2 separate regions of the Gasterosteus aculeatus genome follow, and region 1 is linked to region 2. A link is a contact called in public Hi-C data. All regions are on one chromosome and are shown on one strand. The core of a region is the stretch at or near the end of the contact, and the rest is flanking DNA. Distances in the headings are between cores, read along the strand shown. Region 1 overlaps LOC120830226 (a long non-coding RNA gene). Region 2 overlaps rflna (refilin A).

Region 1 (4,234 bases), core at 566-3,065, 41 kb after region 2:
AATGTACTGAAGAGTGCCAGCTGTGCACACACATTGAATCACCCTCAAATACACAGTTCATACAGATCTTAAATATGCAGTCACGTTGAAGCATTTCTGCCTTGTTTATCACAGTGTGTTTGTACATTTATCTTTGTTGGCAGCCGCAGGCCTTCAATTCCAGTGCAGTAATAAGCAAGTTTACCTGCAGTATCCATCAGCACTGCGTCTGCACAGCTGCAGCAGATGTGTCCTCTCCGCCCACTGTGTTTCAGAGGAGACAGACTTTCTGTGAGAAAGAAGGAAACTCGTCTGAAGAGAAAAAATAAAACCCTCTCAGCTACCTGAGGAGGGATACATTCAGCATAAAAAATCCAACATTTGAAATTGAGTGCGGCCTGCCTGTGGAAAAGAACAACACGATAATAATAATTCCAATAAGAAGCTATTTTTATTAGACTGGTTGTTATATTAAACTTTTATAATCACGTCACTCTAAAGTAACTAACTTATAAAGGACTTTTTTCTAAGCTAGGAGACCTTTAGCTTTGCTTAACTACAGGGGACAATAGCTGCATAACATCCAATTAGTTTAATCTGTGAACAAAAATGAATGCTGAATATTTCTTGTTGGGAAACTGCACACACCAGCAAAGAGAGAGAGGCAGGGTAGCTGTTTCTCATCCCTCTTTATGCTAAGCTTAACTATTTGCCTTCAGCTATACTTAACACACAGACATGAGAGTTCTTGTGTTGCCAAAATGTCAAACTATTCCTTTAACATTGATGTCACACTGACTGACTAGATGCTTCAGCTCTAATTAGGTCCTCATCTAACTTGAGTACCAGAGCCCTGTAAGGTTTGGTCTCTACATTGTGGCTGTGTAGTTTTCACCTTCGCTGTCACGTCGTGGCCACACCGTGTGGTTTCTGTTAATTTATGTATGAAAAACACAAGAATATAAATGAGAAGGAGGCACTGCAGACCCACTCCGAGCTCATCAGCAAGAGAACCAACAGAGAGCCTCCATTACACCACAACTTTTAATTTTAGCCAACATTTTTTTCTACTCAACAAAGAAGTCATTCAAATTAATCCAGAGGCAAAGTCACTTATAGAAATAAATCATGGCACATGTTTACATTTACACTACAATAGATCATTTGATGAAGATGGTGAATCCTCACGCAAACATTTGCTCGTGGTCTCATAGTGGAATTAAGGAGCACAGCCGCTTCATAAAGCATCAGCTGAAAGAACAAAAAAAACAAAACAGCGATCCTGCTCATTGGATATAACCGCTCCACTACTTCAACAACATTCAAACATTCTTCAGTGGCATTAGAAAATATTTGGAGATGGAGGGAGAAGGAGAGAAACCCAAGACATAAACATGTGGAGCTGAGAGAACTAACAGGCTCAGAAAGTCAACCTGCCAACGGGAGCTGTGGCTTCCAGGAATGTGCACAAACACACCATCTCATAGCTGGGTACAATCTGTGCTCACATTCTCTCTCTCTCTGTCTCACTTGCAACTTGCAGGCGTTTTAAAGTGGAAACTAGTAAAAAAAAATGCTGAATGTAAATATTAAGTGCAAATATTTACAACGGTTATTTTTTAGTACATGACAATTTAGAGCTCCAGATTTGAAATTAAATTCTTAATAGATTTAACCTAAACATGTGCATATCAAACTTCTAGCTTTGGTGCTCTTCTGCATTTTATTAAGTACTTAGCATTCGGGGGCAGAAGTGCGATGGCAGTATGTTGCTGTTCCTGCCCTGTTCACTTCACCTTGACGGCTCGCCAGCTGCTCGCCCAGCAGAGTCAACAGCAACTCGTTTACACAACCTCCAATTCCAATTTTTCCCTCCATCAAGTTTGTGTAATTTGTTTCATGCCTGTCACTCTTGTCAATACGATTTTCTTCATCACATGCCGCAACGGTAGACTTCTGGTCACAGTTGAGGACAGTTTTAGACGTTTGTGGAGTGAAATATAGCCCTCTGCATAGTGCACAGTTGGTCTCACACTGCAGCTTCACACCATATGTTGTCTTTGAACCGTGTGTCTGCCTGACCTTTACGGAATTTCAACATGATACTGCACCGATGTCAACCAGGTAAGTTCTTGTGTTGCATTTGTTAAAGTCCTTCAGGGTATTTAGCAGTGCAGGTTTGATCACTGCCTCAAATGTTGCTGTTATCAATGTGACCGATGACTGCTGCCAAGTACTTGATTCATTATGCACTTTGTTCTTCCAGGAGCAAAAACCAAAACCGTGAGATTTACAGGAGGGTTTGTTCACCGGAGATATTGCTGTAGGAACATTAATTAAATGGTATTTTATGGCGAAAGACCATAATCCATTTATTCACCAGATGTAAAATCCCAGTGCTTTGGCTGTTTGAAAATGCATGGAAAATTCAGAATGATAAGGTTATGTTTTACACAGAAAAGGGCAATTGAGCAGGTGGATACACACCCTGTTAAAATTATTTATGTTTTGAGTAGACGCTAAGTGTTTCTGGCAAGGTGCCATTCCAGGAAAATTAGTTTGGCCAATTTGAATGGCAGATAAAGACTCTTTTCATTGCACTCGCTGAGGTACTGGAGCAGCCCTGTCATAGAGTTTCAAGGCAGAGCCGTGCCCCTGCCTAAATGAAAATACAGCATGGAAAGAATGTAGCTGAAATGAAACTCAGTCACATTCGTCGCCAAACAGCCAAATATGCACTTGGAAAGTAACTGCAGCTCCATTAACGGGAAAGTGCAATGTATGGAACAATAATGTTTAATAACCTTGAAATCTTCTGTCTTTTCTCAGAGTACAGGACGGACTGGCAGCCAAGGGCGACAGTGGACTCATTGAAGACGGTGTGACAGTGGAGGCCATAATCCGTGGCTTTCCTGTGCTGACTGCTCTCTCAGAGCCCAGCCGGTGTTGGGTTTCGATGCAAGCAGCTGGGAGAGGGTATTTTGTGGTCCTCTTCAGTCCTCTTTGAAAGAGGATAGTCGGGATAGAGTCCCTCCGTGAGGCCCTGAGGACCCTGCCGCTGCATCCACACTGAAGAGAGTCGTCCCTGTTGCGGCCAGCATGAGCAGCTGGGAGACTTTGGCAGCAGGTGAACACAGCACCAGTGTGAAGGAGAATATCTGGCAAGAGAACTGGAAGATCTTGAACCAATGTGGGAACTCAGGGTGTTATAGACTGGTTAAAAACCCAATGTTTTCAGTTCAGGAAGGTCCAGACAGGGAGGACGTGCGGATGTGCAGAGTAATGCTTTTCCCTTGCCCCCACAGAGGAAATGGACAACTTTAGGAAGGGCCGTGACACTGTGTCAATTGGCCTGTCATTCTAAGTGATCTATTTTGTGTTAATTCAGAAAGTTCTCATGGTATAAATGGTTTCCTTGTATTTTGCCTGGCCACACAGATGGTGGAAAATAGCTCTGTAGTGGGTTTTGCTTGGCCAGGCCGCTCAGTTTTATTTGGAGCCCTGCACTAAAGGATGAGTCGCCCAGTTTGACTGGAGCGCGCCCAAGGCCTTTGCAGATCAAACAGGCACTAAAATCCATATGCAAGATGAATAAACAGCGACCGGTGTTTATTTACCACATTTGACCCTTCTGTATGTACCCAATTCTTGCTAACTCCACACTCTGGAAGGAAAAGACAAAATCCTGCACAGCTGAGTTTGGTAAGTGCGTCAAGTAGGGCAGCAGGACGTTAGTGTTTGTGGGCTCCTGTAACTTTTCATTCAACACGTTTTATGTAAAAGTTGGGTACTGAACACGGACATTTTTTGGTACTGCTGGTGGCGAAAGTATTGATTATATTTCAGGAAAATGCCGTTGCTGCGTTTGAACATCCTATACTCTAATATTCATTCTCTGAATACTCAACTTGTGGTTTAAAGACGGATACACGTGGGCACATAAAAAGTATATGTCAGCAGAATTCTCATCACTATTGTGGAGAAACAGAAAATCTTCAGCTATTCCCTTATTTTTCTCTGGGAAAACACAGAGCTGTGATTATGCTGGTGCACCGGGGATGGCTGAGGTGGTCGTAATAGGAGCCTGGGGATTTTAAGACTGCTCTGGATCTGGGAAAGGCATGTCTGCTTCTGCTTCTCTTGGTTCGCGACCAGACTGTGATAATCCAAGAGGAGAGTGTCCACCGCAAACCACAAAACAGCTTTGCACATAACCTTACCACCCAAGTTAGCCCCAAGCAGTGGGTTGACTAAA
Region 2 (4,038 bases), core at 386-2,885:
TGCTCAGCTGCGGCTCCTCTGGTCTCCTGTGATTTGTGCAATTTATCTATTGTGTCAAACTGCATGTCTGTTATGATCCGCCTCCTTACTTAATTCCCTGAGCGCTACAAGGTGACAATGTCATGAGATTTAGACTGAAGCCTTTCACTCTCAATTTAAAGTCCTTTGTCCTTATAAGTACAAAACTAAAAATACTATGTCCTGTAGATCAAGCAACAAATACTCAACACAACAGAATAAGGGTTTGGGAATAGCTTTTTTTTATTTATTTAGAATATACATCTTTTTAAATTATTTTCTTTGATCAGAACAAAAATGATAATTGATGTACAAAAATATAAAGAGAATTATGGAGTGCCTCAATGCCACATATACAACAGGAAATCATTTTACAGTAAAGAAAAGGTATTTCACATAAAACCACCAAGTATTAAATTTGTCACCCACCAACTTTCTCTTCTCGTTCTCTTGACATTTCACAGACAATCTACACAAACAAAACTCTCCATCTTTCCTGGAACTTTGCAGTATAAAAACCATCTCCAAAACAATTTCCTCCCTCGTCTATAATGTTTCCTTTGAAGGAGCGGATGTTATTTTTCTGTCTTTGTATCGCTACTTTCTGTTCCCTCGTTAAACTCACTTCGTGCCTCCGCGTGCCTGGAGGGTTTTACAAACTATAAAAATAACAAGTTAATCTGATAGAGATAAAAATCTAAGTAAAGTCTGAAATTTACTCATTTTAGTTGTTAAATAATCTAAAGACAGACAAGAAAAGTAATGGGAACTCTCCATAAAAATCTATTTTACATCTCAACAGGGATATCTGATGTGGTTTAACTGCTTCGTTATAACAGAGTGGTTCAACGCTTTGAAATTGCCTTGGATCATTAAACCTTTGACTATTTGTTCATATCTGAAAACAAAATGAAACACCAACGATTCGTAAATTAAATTTACATCTCCACTTTGAGTGTTTACGACTGTACGACGAAATTTACACTTTGCTCAAATAAAGGCGGTAAAGTTGTATCACACAATGACACAAAGTAGTTCTTATATAGGAATTAAATGCCAAGTGTGACTGTCGTAGCTACTGCACACACGGTTAGCTAACGGAAACAACTGACAAAGCTAACTTTAGCCGGCTAGCATGTCTGCAGCGCGCTTGAAACATCTGCCCTCACGCCTTTAAATTAAAACAAGATTTTGAATCAAATCTCGCAAAATGAACAACATGGTTATAATATCATAACGCAATATTACCAATGTCAGACAAAATGGCCGCATAATGTAAGCTACTTTCAAAACTGCCTCAATACTAACACCTAAAAACACTGACTTATAAATAAAACAATGTACGATATACATTTACAAAAGATTACTACTTTAGTTTAATATAATGTTTTACTGTTTATTTTTTGATGCTGATGTACTTCATGTTTAGATTGTTTTGATTGGACAAAGCTGCCGATTTGTCCTAAAAAATGTGACTAGCAGACATTATTTAAATATTAATAGTGCAATATGATTAAGTAAATTACTAGTTTGAAACCAACGCCTAGTTCGTGCACAGACAGGATTTACGAATAGCTGGTTAAACCTGATCCTGAACAGTTGTTGCTTTATTTAGAGGCAGTTGAAACGCAGATTTTCCACAGAACTAAACGCTCCATATTCAGCTCCAAGAGTTGTGACACAGAAGTCTTTCAAATGAACAAACTCTTTCCCTGGTTGTCTAATTTGTGATTGTCACTCGTGCGAGAAGCTCCACCGTCTGACGCCAAAGCCGGTTCAGAAAGGTAAACAATACAATGATTGCCACGATTCTTAACTGCCATGAAAACACACGCGTTTTTCTCAATCATATTTTACTATAGATGACGTGCTCATGAAGCAGACTAAGAAAGGATGTTATTTTGTTGATCTGCAGCCAAACAAGCTAATAATAACCTGTTCTAGTAAAACAACCTTGACTCTGACATTACCTTAACAAACGTATTCAAATTTTTCAAAGTTTTAACAGACGTTCAAAAGGACTTTGAATCCTGACCACATAATTCCAACACAGCTGAATATTTAATGTTGCAAAGAATTGTAGATTTGAAAACCAAGTGTTCAAAGGTACTAAAATCTTCCTTTTCCAAATTTTTTCACAAATACAGCTCTGGTGAATAAACATGACATCTTGCAACGCGCAGTTTAATCAAACGTCTGATCGAACTACACAAGCTGCAGTTCGAATGTGTGTTAAATGAAACTGTACAACTAAAGCAAAAGTTTCTTCTTATTACAAAGAGATGAACTATCTTTGGTCCAATTCCCCCTCGGTCCTCGGCAATGTCAAGTCCACTGGGAGGACAGTAATTTATAGAAAACGAGTGCAATGAAGCCATATTAGAATGCTTTGCATTGGTGTGACCGGCTTTGCGCAGGCTCAATACACAGACGCCTGTTACCTTCACTGTGGTCTAACCCGAAGGAGAGCAAAGGCCACCAACTTGTCATCTCTTGCATTAAATAAGACATGATCCATTGAAGTGCAGTATTAAAACTGCCAGAGGACAGACTCCCTTGTTTTAAGGACTACGTCAGTAGAAAGTCTAAATGCACTGAGGAGATATGTCACTAAAGCCTTCCTCCATGGTGGGTACAAAGTAGGTTTTTAAAAAAAAGAAGTATTTCCGCTCCCAAGTTCCTCGTCCTCCAAAACACATAAGATGATCACCAGGTAGCCCTCTTCTCCCAGTTGCGGTCTGGACTCTACAGGTCTTCTGTGTAGATGATGCAGGGACTAGTGTCCTCACTCGACTCCAGCTGCACCGTGGAGACGAACCAGCGGCGGGAGCCCGTGGCGTTGTAGTTGAGCGTCGTGCGGTACGTGTTCTTTGCGTGCTTTGGGTAGATGATGGTGGTGCTCTGGTAGCTGATGGGTTTCTGCCGTGGCTCCAGGTACACCTGGGACTTGTAGCTCCTCCAAGTGCAGTTGCGCACCGCCACAACGGTCTCGCTGAAGGAGGTTGCCGTGGGAACGGGGGCGCAGTACACCCGGTCCTGGTAATGCTTGTCCGAGTCGTACCTGACCTCAGAGCTGCACCTGGAAACGAGACGGTGACGAGATCAGAAACTTATACAGTTTAAGAGCGATCGCTAGGTGGCACTGTTGGCATGTATTGATCACAATAAGTGAAGAAGGCTCCATATTGCAGAAAACATTCTTTATGTGTCAAAGTTCCCTTACTTGATTTCCTGCTCGGGTTTGGGGTTGACCTCGATGCTTTCTCCGAAGAACACAGGGTACATGCGAGTCTTTGCGTCTGTGTTTGTGGAGTTTAGCAGCAGGTAGGGAAGCTGTGCAAGAGGAAACACAACAGTCAAAGTCTCACAAAGGCATCCATGAACCGCTGAACTGTTCGTAACCAGCCCACCAACGTGTTCGTTCAAGGAATTCCAGTAAAAATTTTTTAAAAAAGCAGCATGGTTGGGGAGCCAGGAACCCAAATTAAAAACACTCCAGAAAAACACACTCCTTCATCTGCCCTCATGAGAACTTGTGGCACGACTATTACAGAAACAATTAGACAAATAGAACAGCCCCAGGAACAGCACTTCCATTTTAATTTAGATAATTACACTGTGTGGCTCCAACCGAATGAAAATGAAAATCTCTTTCTAGCTGGCCAGAGAAATGTGTGACCAAGATGACACAGCTGTGTTGTGCGAGTAGACTGAAAACAGGCTGGCAAATTTGGAGCCTAATGTTTGGAGGCGGATAGTAGCTATCATTGTAATGACATGACTCAGTTGGAGATGATACGGTAAAATAATGACATGAAATGAGGTGCAGTTTAAAGAGTAACGTATTGGTCCGCCAGCCAACACAGGGAAGTTATCCAAAACACACTCTCTAAATATGTTGTGCCTTTGTCATATATCATTGATCATTGTGCAAATCCTTTTTTGTAGATGGAAATGATCAAAGATTGAATGTGTGTGGGCATTTTTCTGAGATTCATCTCATCTCTGCCATTGTCACTA

What was found. A called contact is a pair of places that touch in the nucleus more often than the background predicts.
Region 1: a contact with region 2 is called in a Hi-C map of skeletal muscle, with 9 times the contacts expected there. The contact joins two enhancer-like sites. A contact is called at or near these places in 5 of 6 Hi-C or Micro-C datasets (liver, skeletal muscle, tail fin and 1 more).

Annotation. Positions count from the first base shown.
Region 1 is chr13:16,223,051-16,227,284 of fGasAcu3.hap1.1, forward strand. It overlaps LOC120830226 (a long non-coding RNA gene), which reads left to right. Exons shown (of 2, transcript XR_005713880.2): 2 at 2,809-4,234. Among protein-coding and RNA genes, the nearest start is that of ccdc92, 5.5 kb to the right of the region's middle. Within about 2 kb of position 1,816, at least 2 of the 9 cell types and tissues checked have open chromatin away from gene starts, as enhancers often do.
Region 2 is chr13:16,182,471-16,186,508 of fGasAcu3.hap1.1, forward strand. It overlaps rflna (refilin A), which reads right to left. Exons shown (of 4, transcript XM_040196551.2): 3 at 3,242-3,351; 4 at 238-3,097. The coding sequence ends at 2,764. Among protein-coding and RNA genes, the nearest start is that of rflna, 6.1 kb to the right of the region's middle. Within about 2 kb of position 1,636, at least 2 of the 9 cell types and tissues checked have open chromatin away from gene starts, as enhancers often do.